Regions from separate parts of the Anas platyrhynchos genome. Here regions 1 and 3 are each linked to region 2. A link is a contact called in public Hi-C data. All regions are on one chromosome and are shown on one strand. The core of a region is the stretch at or near the end of the contact, and the rest is flanking DNA. Distances in the headings are between cores, read along the strand shown.

Region 1 (4,840 bases), core at 201-2,700, 39 kb after region 2:
AATTTATGTAACTGCTTAACTATGCTCTTGTGAGTCAGCATTTTGATTTCAGAGACTGTTTTCAAGCAAGTTTAGTGTATGGTAACTCCTGTTATATGTAGACACTCTCACTCAGCATATACATATATTCTCTCTCTTAATTCAATGCGGATGCTGATTTATTCTGATAAATACCCATATTAGTCAAAAGCAAAGATGAAACTTTCAATAACACTCAAGAAATTTGCGGTCCCTGCAGTAACTGTTAAAAGAATAACCAGTTTTATCCTTCATTGTAACGTAGCAGATAAGTAAGGATTTCTGGTTCTCAGCTAAATGCAGAAAGCATAGATTTTATTTATGCCTTCTCTTATTCATCACAAAAACACATAACAAAATGTAGGTGACAAGTTTTCTTTAAAAGACCAGGGTAAAAGAAAGATGCTGATATCTTTGGTGCATGGTGTCTGGGGAAAAAAACACGAGTATATGGGAGGCAGGTGCAATAGCTGTATGAGGTCAGCTCCTGAGATGCTGCGGGTACAAGCAGTGTGTTGTTTCCAGGAGTCCCGGGGCCCCTTTCTCCAGTCTGGAGGCTCATAAGGTGTGATGGGGCTCTGCCATCCCCACCTGCCCTGCCAGGATCCTTGTGCCAGGCCAGAGGTATGAGGGGCTCTCCCATAGGGACTTGGTGTTGTCTTGTGAATAGCACGTGGCTGGTTCGTGCCAGTGTTCAGCTGGAGAGCTGTCCTGCTGGCTTTGCCTAGAAAACTGGGGCAAGCCACAGTGCATTTTTGCCCTTAGCAGGATATTAATTATTTGATTTTATAAGATTAAACAGGGGAATAATTCAAAACATGCGGATTTCTCGTTAAGAGATTTCTCATTAAGATACCTGTTGCATTAGTGAATGAACTACTTTTTGTTTAAACAACATGGGTATGTTTCACCTGATATTTCAGGGCTATTTAGTGCCCTTTCACTGTATGAACTGAGCTGCACAGTTGCAGTAGTTTCACTGAAACACAGGATGAACCCCAGACTCCTGAGACATTTGGAGAGGCACTAGGAAAGATAAAAATACCAGCTCCTGGGTGGCACATAGAGACTCATAGCACTTTAAACCCTTGCCGGGGTTTTCCTTTAAGGGGTCTTTGCCACTTGAGAAATGTAGCTGCAATGAACTTGCAGGGCTAGGTTTCGCTTGCCTGTCCTGGTAAATACCATTTACGCTGTCACATGCAGTGTGTGGAGCATGGCCACTGTTTCTGTTTTTATGAGCCTCTGTTTTTATGAGTCTTTTCTGCCAAGTGCTGTTTCCTCCATGGAGGAAGCACGACGAGCAGCAAGGCAGTTTTTGGAGTCATGTGTAGTAGGTCAACAGCTCTCTGGGACTTCTATAAACACGGCTGTCTGGGCACGGTGCCACCTCCCTTGGCCTCCTGAGCAAAGCTTGCTGGTTTCCTGCAGGACACAGAGGGTCAGAGCTGTGTGTGCTTGTGTAACTCCAGGAAAGCACTCAAATTAAGCACATGCATGTTTTGTAATTGCTTTGAAATCACACAGTGTCTTCTTCCAGTCTTGTTAGGCACAATGTCTTTCTCTAATACTCACTCATGTTAAACTAAGAAAGCAAATGGATACAGAGCAGCCCCTCAGTGACGAGCCTGGCATCCTTCCCACTGCACTCCCCAGTCCTCACGCATGCACTGCTTTCTGTGGGACCACACAGACCTCACACACTGAGCAGCAGCAGGACATAACTGTTACTGTTACCTTAATTTTCTTTTGACCTTGGCTCTTTGAGTCTCAAAAAAAAAAAAAAAAAAAAAAGACTAAAGGCAAAGACAGAACTGTTTGTGCATGCTGGCAAAAAGGAAGGTTCAGTGGGGATGTGGAGCCAGAAAGCATTCAGAGAGGGCTATCAAAGAGAGTAAGAGTGGCTGGGGGAAACTCACCTGCTGCGTTTGATGTTTCTTGCCGAGCATGCAGTTGTCCTCTTTGAAGTGTCAGGAAGCGGGGGAAGGAGCAGTGTGAGTGGCAGGGGCTGCAGCCCAAGGGCTGTAGGACATGCAGGGACAGGGACCCGCAGTTGCTTGCACCCCCTGCCTGGGTGCCCAGCTGGTTGGGAGCCGCACCTCAGCTTCCCTTGGAAGAATTCTTGGGAATTCATGAGGCAGTGGGAATACATAAAAGGTTTTATTTCTGATTCAAAGCACTAGAGGGGCCTGGAACAAAATGTCTGGGCAGGGATGAAGGGAAGAAGAGTCTGTCAGAGGAAAGCTCTGACTTGACACACACCCTCACTGAATGAAGGTGTGTTAAGGGAAGGCAACCTCAAAACTAACCTGTCATCCTAGTGTCTGCAGTGACTTCTGCCAAACAGGTTGCACAGCTGCCAGAAAAGCTCCCTGAGGTGTGCCTGTGACAGCTATGAGCAGACCTCTGCTGCAGAAAACAAGGGTCATATTGGAGCATGCATGTGTGCTCATTTCAAAATAAGACTTGGTCATCTTGGAGCCTATGCGGTTGGGATTATTTGATTAAAGGTCATGAAAATTAGGGTATAGGTTTTATTTTCCTAATGCCATTGCTCCACACATCTGAAGTACCATGTGGAGAAGTATGAACCAAATCTGAGAGCCCCGATGCTGCTGGTTTGCATCCTTTTTTGTTTGTTTGTAAGATGGGATGGGCCCTTGCATGAGATTATAAAATGAGGTGTGTGCGGCTATCTGCTTTACATTGCTAACTACAAATAATTTAGGGTCACACAAATATTTCTTAACAACTCTTTGCAGCAGTTGTGCTTTTAATTTTTAGATAAGAACTAGTGAGGCTTAATTGCCTCCTTTTTGTTATTTTTAATGTCAATGAGTAGCTGCTTAACCCACCAAGAAGGTTTCTTCCAATTTCTCTCTCTTTCTCTCTCTTTTTCTGTTAAATGGGGATTTCCTTATTCTTGCAGTTACATACTAAATTTCTGAGACTGAACATATGGAGTGATAATGAGAATAACATATGAAGTTGTCAGAGGCAAATTTACAAGGAATAGGCAAAGATACAGGTACTGCTCTTTATGATGTTTAATGTCAGAATAGGATCCACATTTTTTAAAATGTTCGAATATCTAACACCAATTTTGGAAGAGCAGCCTTTGCAGGAAAAAGAAAAAAAATAGTTCCAGGAAACAAAATTCTTTAATAATCTTTCAGTGACTGATCTTTATATCTGCAAGGTGCTGCCAAAAAAGTTAATCCTAAAAAGATTCCTAGAATTTATTTGTTTTGTAAAGATGAAAAATAGCTTGTGGTTTGGAGCTTATAATATTTTTTAAAATATAAATTTAGTTAGAACTACAAAGAGATTAATTCTGCAGTAATAGGAAATAGTCCAGAGACTGTGCTTGCATCGCTACAGTAAGTCTTCTAAGGCAAGGAATGATATTAATGTGCTTTTTATTTATAAAGGTGATAGCTGGCCCCACAGTGCTAGTGCACTTCCTCTGCCTGAGATCTCCATGGTCACCTGCTGTAGAACAGTTAATGAGTCCGGGAATTATTATAGTACACGGAGCCTAAGTTTTAGCCCTGGGCTAAGAACCCTGTCTGAGCTGTTGCATGATTAAATGTTCCTTTCATTTTCTGTCTTCTAAAACCAGGAATGTATCTGTGCTTTTTTTGACATGTGTGAAATCTGCAGCTGTCAAAATCTTTCTTTCTTGAGGAGTCCTATGTCAGAAAAAAATGATAATATTTGATTTTCTGTCAAAAGCTTGAGTATTTGCTGTGAAGTATACATCTGAGTAGCAGGAACATTTTCTTAACTTGCAGTGTTTTAAGAACTGCCTGTGTACAAATTCTTTTCTGGCTGCAAGAAAGCAATGTTCTGCAGCACTGACTTCACTGGTGATCTTTCATTCTGACGGCCAGTGATCAGGGAGACCCACAGGAGCATTTTAAATCTGTGCCCCCGAGCCAGCATGTGCGGGACTGGCATTAGCCTCGTAATGCTGCAAGCCGGGTCACATCTGGCCCTGTCCGCAGGCTGCCCAGGGTCTGGAGCAGCAGCAAGGCTGGCGGGAGCACTGGGTGCAAAACATCGCTCCTGGGCACCCAGTTAGCTGCATTTTTAGGCTTGATAAAGTAATCCTGTAGCCCTGTGTGCACGTGTTCACATTTGCCCTGCACATGGTGGTCGTAACCCTGAGTCTGACTGCAGCTCCATGTAGCACACTGCTCTGGCTGCAGCTGGATGGGGCCTATGCCCTGTGCTGCTGCTTTGCAGAAGTAAATTTTCCTCTCTGCAGTGGGACAGATGGCTGCAGAGTTATAGTACTTGTTTTCCTTTGGTGTGATCAGGCATTGTTTGCTCAAAAGGTTTTCTATTCTTTAAGTGGTGTGATCTGCAGCCAAACAGCTATAAGTCTTATATTTGAATGTTCACAGGAGCTTGGCGATTTCACCTCTTGTTCAAGTGACATTTCTGCATGTCCTGTACTTGCACATGCGTGGCTGTTGGTCTGAGAGTGGGAGGTGTGAAGGAACAGGGTGACAGCAGGACGTGGCGGCAGCCTGCTCTTTGGAGGGGTGCTCTGGCAAACTGTCCAGGCCAGCTGGAGCAGCGCTGCCCATGCCTGGCCTGGAGCTCACCTTCAGGAGCTTTAGGGAGTAAACAGAGTCAAACCAAACTAACCAACCAAACAATCAAAACAACCATCAAACAGGTTTTACTTATTTCTGCAACATACAATCAGGATTTGTCCTCACCTGTTTTTTTTTTTTCTTTTGTATTATTTTATTTTTTTTCCAGAATTTTCAGTGCAGACTTCAGACCAAGAAAACGAGACAGCATGCGTTTT
Region 2 (4,336 bases), core at 13-2,512:
ATTATTATTAAATACAACCATTAGTTGTATTTGCAGCATATATTTAAGCCACTGTAGTTGCATTTTTTCTTTCATTTTTTCTGTGACATGATTCTGTAGAGATCAACTTAATGAAAGCATGTGCATTTTTTTCATTCAAATTATGATTTTTTTTTTCCTATATGATTTTGAAGTCATTTGAAGGTGAAAGATTGGAGTTGTGCTAAAATTTGAGAGAGACTGCATTCTACTTAAGCATTGTGCTGTCATTCCCAGAAAACAAGGAATTTGGGGTGATAAAACCATATGCGTGTATGTCTGAAAAACAGAATACAGAGCATGAACAAAAATATGCTAAAGATTTAAAAAAAAATACAACAGTGCACTTGGAACCACTGTTAATGACTGACGTTTTGATCCTGTTTGAACTAGAGATGCAAGAATGCCCTTTGATAATTATACAGCGCTGTCTTCTCTTTGGTCAAACAAAAAACTACAGCTGGCGTGACACCATGGATGGTGGCAGAAACAATTTGATATAAAACAGGTGTAGAATGGTAATCTGGGCCACAGTCACTGCAGTAAAACTTGAATCACTCTTGGGCATTCAGCACAGGTGTCAAATTAATCCTTGATAGTTTGCCAAAATTGTAAGTATGTCAGATTGTTGTTACAGGGAATAAAAGGGCATACTCTATAGTTTCAGATGGAAAAGAAAAAAAAAAAAGTACTTAAAGAAGTTTCAGTAGTCCAAGACACTACAAGGTTAATCTCTGTGGTGTTAACCTAAGAAACTACTGAGCTTACTCGTGGTGTCAATGTCCTGCCAAGCCAGCACGGGCTGAGGCTGTTCTGTGCTCTCCCTGCTGTTTGTACAGCGTTCATGTGCCAGCCTGTTCAAAGTACAGACTGGGAGCTTCTCAGAAACTTGAGGCTGTTACTAGTCTCCTGCAAAGCATTCAGAAGTGCAAAAAGACGTGCACAAGCCCTGCAAGGTGCAGAAAGGACTCACATACAGTGCCTTGTGAAAAAGGTCTGATTTAGCAGAGAATGTCAAAAAATGCAGTTCACCTAACAGCGTGTTCTGATCTGAAGTGGGGCTACTGTCTGGTACCTCATGTCCCAGCCACATCAGCTCTATTTGGTCACACACACACACACACACAAAAAAAAAAAAAAAAAAAAAAAAAAAAAAAGTGAAGAATTTGCTGAGAGTAGCATGAAGAATAACAAGCATTGCTGGCATTTATGCTGACTGTTTAGAGGGGGAAAAGCAGTAATACAACTGTTTCTAAACAAGGGGAGTAAGTGGAGATATCAGCTCACAAGGCAGCACTCTTCACTTCTCACTTACTGGGTGTTATGACACAATATCATTCATACTGCAAATTTGAAACTGTTCCTTTTGTACAATGTGGTGGGGCATGAAATACAAGTCCAAAGCCAAGACCTTTGGAACAATTTGTTTTTGAAACTGGAACGAGGGTGACTGCTGTGCTTCAGCATTATCTGCATATAACAGGTCAAGTTGCACCCTCACTAGTAGTAACCCATATTCAGCAGAGCAAGAATGTGAGAAGTTAAAAAAGGAGAATAATTTATTAATGCTTTAGAATGACTGACTATTAGTTCTCCTTGTTGAAGGAATAAGAGTGTCCACGATGAGAGTTTTCAGGTTTGGGATTGGAACCAAGACATACACGTTGCAGCTAGATTTTGTGGTTCATAGCCAGAAGTGTGTTTAACTAAAGTCTTTTTGAAATATGAGAGTCTTAATTTCCTCTGTCCCTTCTTTGGTTTGCTCCCAGAGCTGACCATCATCCTGTAATGACCTGGAATGGATCCTCTATCCTGATATCTTCAAACGTACCGCTGAATCGGGACCTTAGATTGTATTTTTCCATCTGTAGTAATGTTCTTGTGCTCTATTTAAGAAATCTGAGCAAAAAACTACAATCACCACAGAATTTCTTCTCCATACACTAGTATGTGAAAAAAGCAGGGAAGGCTTTGTTTAATGTGAAGTTAATTGTCAAAGGGACTAGGTTTGCTCATTACTAAATTGCATTACTGCATTACTGCTACAAAAAGACAAAGTCCTGGTAATTAAGAGCAGGCAGTCCTTTACAATGTGCTGCAGAGACAGCAGCAATTCATCAGTGACATTTGCAAATTGTGGCACTGTGTGCTCCTTGCACAAAAGGCACAGCTGCCCGCAGATAACATCAGTTCAGCAGCGATGGGGTCCCATTTGTTTTCTCTCTGCCTCTTGCTGTCTCGTTTGGGGAGCAGGTGAATATCAGCTGGCCCAATCTGCTTGACCTCTGGGGCTGGTCTTCTGGGAGGCGCAGCTCACCAGGCTGACCAGCGATGCACTTGTTTGCCTTGTTGAACTGGGCATGCTTAGCCCAAAGGTTATTGCTTCTCACCTACATTTTAGATTAAAGCTTCTGGAGAGATGAAGTACTCTCACTTTTTCCTTAGTCTGTGTAAAGAACCACAATTCACATCATAGACTGTCCTAACTCCAAGCAATGGGTAAAAGTTACTCATGCAAATTACAGTGACTGCAGTGTTATAGAGATTGTGCACAAGAGATTTCAGTTGCTGAAGTTCAACCTCCAGCTGGTCTCTAGTGGCAGAAATCCCCTGTGCAGATGATCCCTGAAATAAGTGGAAAAAAAGATAGTGTGTCTGTCAGCAAGGTGTGTGGGGAAAAATGCATCTACATACACATATCTTTCCGATCATATCTGGTTCAGATTACCCATGTTCTTAAGTATGAGCAGCCCTGGGCTGAGTGTTTGCTAGGGATAGGGCCATAAACACTGTATCCTTCAACTGTGGCTGCCATGGCAGTGTGAAGAAGTATTTAATGCATGCTCTTCCCTGGATTTTGTGTGTTATAGATGCCATGTAAAGTGACAGAGTGCATTGCTACACGGACTTCCCTGGTACCATGTGGGTAGTAATACTGGCCACATCTGCAGAGATTGTTGCTTGCTACCCTTGTTCTCCCCAGCTTAAGGATAACACGGAAAGACAGAAGGGAGGGCTATGGTAGGAATGCAAGCTGAAACATGTGTGTTGCTGGCAGTGAAAATTATTCTGTCCTCCAGCTGGACTTGTGCATGTTTGAGATGGCAGGCGGTACAGCAGGGGCTGTCCTCATGACAAAGGACTGGCAAATGCTCTGCACAATCCCTGAAGGACAGAGTCCCTGCCTTACTGCAGACCTATGGTGCTGTGTTGTCCAGAAGAGACAACAAGAGTGCACAAGGGCAGGCAGCAAGACTCCCTACCTGCAGTGTAATTACAGCTGAAAGGCCGTGAGAGGTGAAGGGCATCAGGTCAGTGTCCCTCCTTTGGTGGGGAGGGAGCAGACAGTGAGTGGGGACCCTGGAGCAGATGAGCACGTTCCCCCCCATGCTTAGCTTGCTGGATTAAGCCACGTGTTACCTGACATTAAATGTTACAGTGGGGTTTTCTCCAAATGTTGGGAGGTCAGCTCTTGGTATGGGGTCAAAACGAGCTGGATGGTGGGAAGCAGAAGCCACCAAGGGAGGGCTGGCAGAGCCATGAGCTTCATCAGGGGCTCTGGGTTGTGCAGGATGATGTCTTGTGCTCCCAATATCCCTCAGCTGCAATCCTTTCTCAGTGGCTCCAGGGAAACCCCTGTGACTCAGTTTCAGCAGAAAGAGGCTAACAGGCTGGTGGAAGCATGGTAAGTGTCATTTTATGTGTAGTATCTGCTTGAGCTTGCCACAGGTAGAACTACCCATCATGACATGATCATGGATTAGGAAAAAAACTCAGAGAGAAAATGTGGTGAACAGCACTGAGCCCACAGAAAACAAATGCCAGTTAACCACACACATGGCTACTATGTGTGGAAGTGATAAATCATTCTGGGTTAGGCATGCATCGAGCTTTGTATGAATTTCCCCACAAAAAAATCCCAAACCCTGTTGCTATATGATCATGGAAAAAAACAACAAAAAACAGGTATTTGATACTAAGGTCTGAAAAACTAAATTTTCTACTCTTGCCTTACATAGCATAGGTTTATAATTCTTAGAGCAATGTGGGAGTAATCTCTAGGCAATTTGCCATTCAGAACAGGAAAAAAGCAGGCTGATTTGTTCCCATATATAGCATAAGTGAGTTTCTTGAGGACACTGGCAGCCATTCTCCCAGTGACATTTGTGGCATGTTTCTGTCAAAGAACCAAAAGTGTGCAAGCGCTGTCTTGAAATCCCTCAGATTTTCAACCAGGAGAGGTAACTGCTTTGAAGAGTTGTGGGCATGGGTTATTTCTGCACTCTGGAGATGCTCTGGGTGGGGGCAACCTGTCCTA
Region 3 (4,972 bases), core at 1,720-4,219, 43 kb before region 2:
CGCTCCTCTGTTATTAGATCAACACTTCTGGTTTCTTGCTTTATTTTAAGATTAGCATCTGCAGGAGGAAAAATGCACTAGTGGTGTGGATTCAGCAACACTTACAAACAAACACTTCTGGCTACACACAAACACTTGATGCAGTGTGCCATTGTCGAAACAAAACCTCAGACAACCAAAATTAATGCAAGAGGTACTCTAGTCCTTTTTAGCTCAAAACCTGAACAGATGACAGAAGTGGAGGCTCTGCGCTCAGCTGCAGTACATCCTGTAATAATAAGGTCTATGTAGCCAAATAGGTGGTGTCCTTCCTACAGCACTTCAGTTATATTTGTAGGAACACTCCATTTTTTAATAAAACTGTAAAACACTTAATGTAGATGAATACTGCTTCTATTTCCACAGCGTCATTTTCAACCCTGACTTGTAACGTGCGGGTTTATTTATTTTGGAAAAAGAAGGCACTACAGAAAGTCTTAATTCCCTTATTTCTCATTAAGTCGATACCTAAGTTTTTGATACCTATAAAGTAACCGTTGTTGATACCATAAGTCTTTGATAGCTATAAATCAGGGGTGTTTGGTTTTGGCAGGTGACATTTCTGTGGTTAAAGTGCCACCGAGCAAAGAGTATCGACAGAGGGAGCTCTCTGCCTTACTCCTTAAAACCTGCAGGTTTCACCGAGAGGATTTTGGTTTCATTTTTATCTTCTGAGATGCAGTATTTGGAGAAAAAGGTTGCTGGGTGAGGACAATAGGGCTGACCAGGTGGAGGACTGGAACAGGAAGAGAAGTTCTGATGGTTTTGAAAAGATTTCGGGTTGGAGGTGCTCCACCTATACTGAAAGGAGAAGTAGTATCTCTTGGTGAAAAGCATCTTTCAGATGGGAACTCCAGGCATGCAGCAGGGGCCAGGAAAGCACCAGACAGGCTGAAGTGTCCCACGTCTGGGACAGCTGCTACCTTGCTAGCTTGCTTTTTCCAGTGCAGAAGTCTGGATTCTCCTCTCCCTTAGGCAGAAGTGATGTCTGTGTCTGCTGCTTTTTGCTTGGCAGTATGTTACTATCTTACTCACTTAACTGTGACAAAATCATGTGTATTACCAGCAAAACAAGGGTGTAATCTATCTGCTGTCGTGTCTGCTATTTCCTGCTATGTTACATTGCCTTTGCCGTAATTGAATACATTATTATTTCCCTGATACTCTGCACCTGACTTTTTATAAGATTAGGAGGCTGTTTTCCCGTTTGCTGTTTTAAGGGCTTTCTTCATCGAAGAAATACTGATTTGTTTTGTTTTGTTTTGTTTGTTTGTTTTCTTTTTCCCCTAAGCTTTCTCCAGAAACATTAAGGGGATGAGATCAGGCACTGAATCTAGGCGTCATATGCCTTTGGGCTGGCGATTATTTTTTGTAGAAGTAGTATTTTACAAGTCCACCAGAGGTCAGAGTTTTACTTTGAATGCAGCATCACGTTTGTCTGAGAGGTGTTTGTTCATGTGCTGTAGCTGCCGGTAAAAAACCCAAGAGCTTTAGGCTAGCTTTTTTTTTTTTTTTTTTTTCTTTTTTCTTGCTATGGAAGTGGCACTGGCATTATACCGGTGCTGTCAAATTTAATGTCAAAATCCACGTATTCTTGGCAGTAGGACTGCCAAGTGATATTCCCACCCTGATCTGCAGGATGGCTTCCAGCACTCAGCAGCTGATCCAGCAGAGAACTGGTGCCTCTCAGCTTCCCATCAAATGCACAGACCATACTGGGCTGCATTTGCAGGAGTGAATTTTGGTGCTTAGCATTGGGCTTGTAAGTGCACTGGGGACACTGACATCCACCTGAGCGTGCTCAAGTGTCCTAGGGCAATGGGGGGTGTAACTTCCACTGCCAGAGCAAAACATTCAGCATGCTTACTTGGGTGTTCGTGGGCAGCAATGCTAAAAAGTGAATAAGATGGAGTTCTTTTTTTTCCTATATATTAAAGACATGGGAGGCAAAGACCAAGTAAGTGAGTAGTGGAGCATGATGTCCACTGAAGCTGGAGTTTGCTCTGCAGACAGCAGAGTCCGAGGAGCTGGCTGCTTCAAAACCGGAGGAAAGAGAGGGACGGGACCAGGGGCAGGCACAGCTCCTTCCTGCACCCCCGGGGCTGCTCGGGAGGCCTGATGTTGGCATCCTGGTTTGAAACGAGCTGGACCAGGCGTCTGGTCATGCCCTGTGGCCTTTGGCACCGTCTGTGCCAGGAGAGACGGGATGACGGCGCGATGTGAGCGCTGCCGTGAGGGGAAGCCCTGACGCCAAGGCTTTTGGGCAAGACGTGGAGGCCTACGCGTGGAAGGGCCGCTGCGCCCATAGGCCTGCATGTGTGGGGTTGTGACTTTGGTGCTCACACGTGTTAACCTTCTGCATCCGCTACAGGCTGCTGGGCCTGATTTCTGCCCGTTTCAAGCCCCTTTGCTTTGCACCGTGAGGGGACGGGCGCTGAACCCACAGCCGGGCAGCGGGGCACCGCTGGGCTCCCCACACGCCTCACGGCGCCCGGGTGCCTGCAGCGGCTGCTGGGCTCGCTGTGTCCCGCTGTGCTGCGTTACTGGGGGCTACATGGGGGGGCGCTCAGTGTGTTATGCGGCAGGGAGCTGCTTTTACACGCCAAGGGCCCGGCTGCTCGGCCGCCTCCTCACACACCCGTGCGCGCTCCCGCTGCCGCTCCCCTCCCCCCCCGCCATTTTCCCCCCCCCTTCCCGGCCGCGCGCGGGCTTCCCCGCCCGGCGCGTGCCCCCGCCGCCCCTCCCCCGCCCCACGTGTCCTGCCGGCACGAGCCGCCCGCTCCCCCCCCCTCCCCTCCCCTCCCTCCCTCCCTCCTAGGCGCGCGCCCATTAGCATGACAAAAGCCCCCTCCCCCTTCCCCGCCGCCGGCCAATGGGAGCGCGGCACCCGCCGGCAGCTGCCGGCGCCGCGGCGGCGCGGGGCTATAAATAGGGGCGGGCGGCGGGCGGGCGGCGCAGAGCCGCTCGGATCGGCGGGTGGCGAGGAGCGGAGCGGAGCCCAGCACAGCGAGGCTCGGTGCCGGCTGGGAGCGATCGGCGCCGCCGCGGCTTGTCCTTATCCACCCGCTGCTATGACTCTGGAGGAGACCCACGGACAGGAGCCAGTGCCCGCGGGCAGCGACTGGTAGGTAGCGGCGGCGGCGGGGCGGCGGTTGGGCGGCCGTTGCGGCGGTTGGGCGGCGGTGAGGCCGTTGGCGCCGCGCTGACTGACCGTGCCCGTCTCCCCCTTCGCAGGATGCAGGGCGCCGGCAAGGCCCTCCACGAGCTGCTGGTGTCGGCGCAGCGCCGCGGCTGCCTCACGGCAGGCGTCTACGAGTCGGCCAAGCTGATGAATGTGTAAGTAGGGCGGCGGGGGCCGGGCTGGGCTTGGCGGGGGGCTGCAGCACGGTCCGCAGAGCCTAACCTCGCCTCGCCTCTTGCAGCGATCCCGACAATGTGGCTTTCTGCGTGCTGGCGGCCGATGAGGAGGACGAGGGGGATATCGCCCTGCAGATCCACTTCACCCTCATCCAGGCCTTCTGCTGTGAGAACGACATCGATATCGTGCGGGTCAACGATGTGACCAAGCTGGCAGCAGTCGTAGGGCCCAGCGAGGAGGATGGGGAACCGCGGGACCTCCACTGCATCCTCATCACGGTGGGTGTCCCCGGGTGGCGAGGGGCTGGGGGGGGGCTCTCTGCGCTGCTGCTTGCAGCACAGCCTCTGCACAGGGTGGCCACGCTGCCTGCAGGTGGCTGGATCCTCTTCTGGGCAGAGAAAGGGGACTTGGCACACGTGCCTGAGAGCCAATCTGCTGAGTAGTAGTAGGCTACGTTTCTCGTAACTGTGGATTTCCTCTGCCCGCAAGGGTGACAGCTCTGCTTCCTGCTTTCCCCGTGCTGGGACAGAAGCTATCTGAAAATACCTCACTTACTAAGTCAATGCTTCTGTAAATAATGTCATGACTTCAGCTGGCAGGCAGTTCTCATGGTGTGCAACTTTTTTTTTCCCTCTTGCAGAACCCAAATGAGGATGGCTGGAAGGACCCAGCTCTAGAAAAGCTGAACTTCTTTTGTGAAGAGAGCCGAAATGTCAATGACTGGGTGCCAACTATCACCCTGCCCGAGTGATGGTGACCCAGCGCACCGGGGAGGCTGAAACCTTTGTTGCATTCTCAACGTGGTGTTGGTTCACCGAAGTGTGCAACAAGCTGCTGATTCCATGGATTAGCCTGGTCAAGAGACTGGATTAAGGTCACTCAGACTGGCATGCAGTGGGCTCTTACAGAGGAGAAAGAAGAAAAGAACAGCTCACCCCACCAGTGAGCCTCAGTAGGCTGCAGCTGCGGTGGGGAGGCTGACATACCATGGAACTGAAACAAGTATTGCAAGTTTCCTGGTCGAGAGGAGCTGTTTCAGAAGACAGAGAAAGTTGGGGGAAGTGGGCCAAAACTTTACAGAAGGACTGGACAGAGTACTGTAACTAGAACTGTTGGCGCTGTCTATAAAACATGGAGAAAAGGAAGTTCCAGTATTTGATGGACTATTAGAGACTGATTACTAAGGGGGATATAGAGACTCTTAAAGCAGACTTCAACAGGCCTCTGGGCCACTCTGCAGAACTGGTTTAATAATGCAATAATTTTTATTGAAATATTTGCTGCTATTGAAGCTTTCATAATAAATTTTTGACAATTAATTTCTGGGAGTGTCTTGCTTACTGGGTGGGGAAGCATGTCACTGAAATACCACTCATGTTTTGCTCATGGGCTGTAGTCAAAGGTATATACCACAGCAACGGGGCCATTGCTCAAACACTTTCTCTCTCGGGTCAGCTGAATGAAGAGCTATGCTTTCCAAGTTGATAATTCAACCTTTCACCCTCTGCAACAGCTGCTTATCGCAACAGCTTGCAAGACTAAGGAGCTGCATGCTTAATGAGCTCACTTATTGTA

What was found. Hi-C and Micro-C count contacts between places; a contact is called where the count stands out from the background.
Region 1: a Hi-C map of liver shows a contact between it and region 2, with 1.8 times the contacts expected there. The contact joins two enhancer-like sites. A contact is called at or near these places in 2 of 8 Hi-C or Micro-C datasets (liver and skeletal muscle).
Region 3: a contact with region 2 is called in a Hi-C map of F5 follicle, with 2.3 times the contacts expected there. The contact joins the promoter of GADD45G here to the enhancer-like site in region 2. A contact is called at or near these places in 2 of 8 Hi-C or Micro-C datasets (F5 follicle and skeletal muscle).

Annotation. Positions count from the first base shown.
Region 1 is chrZ:48,294,466-48,299,305 of IASCAAS_PekinDuck_T2T, forward strand. No RefSeq gene overlaps it. Among named protein-coding and RNA genes, the nearest start is that of GADD45G, 83 kb to the left of the region's middle. Within about 2 kb of position 1,451, at least 1 of the 8 cell types and tissues checked has an H3K27ac peak or open chromatin away from gene starts, as enhancers often do.
Region 2 is chrZ:48,255,944-48,260,279 of IASCAAS_PekinDuck_T2T, forward strand. No RefSeq gene overlaps it. Among named protein-coding and RNA genes, the nearest start is that of GADD45G, 44 kb to the left of the region's middle. Within about 2 kb of position 1,263, at least 2 of the 8 cell types and tissues checked have an H3K27ac peak or open chromatin away from gene starts, as enhancers often do. A contact at or near this core is called in F5 follicle, where this site is marked.
Region 3 is chrZ:48,211,082-48,216,053 of IASCAAS_PekinDuck_T2T, forward strand. GADD45G (growth arrest and DNA damage inducible gamma) reads left to right here and starts at 2,970. Exons shown (of 4, transcript XM_027446775.3): 1 at 2,970-3,163; 2 at 3,274-3,375; 3 at 3,462-3,675; 4 at 4,038-4,716. The coding sequence starts at 3,111. The coding sequence ends at 4,148.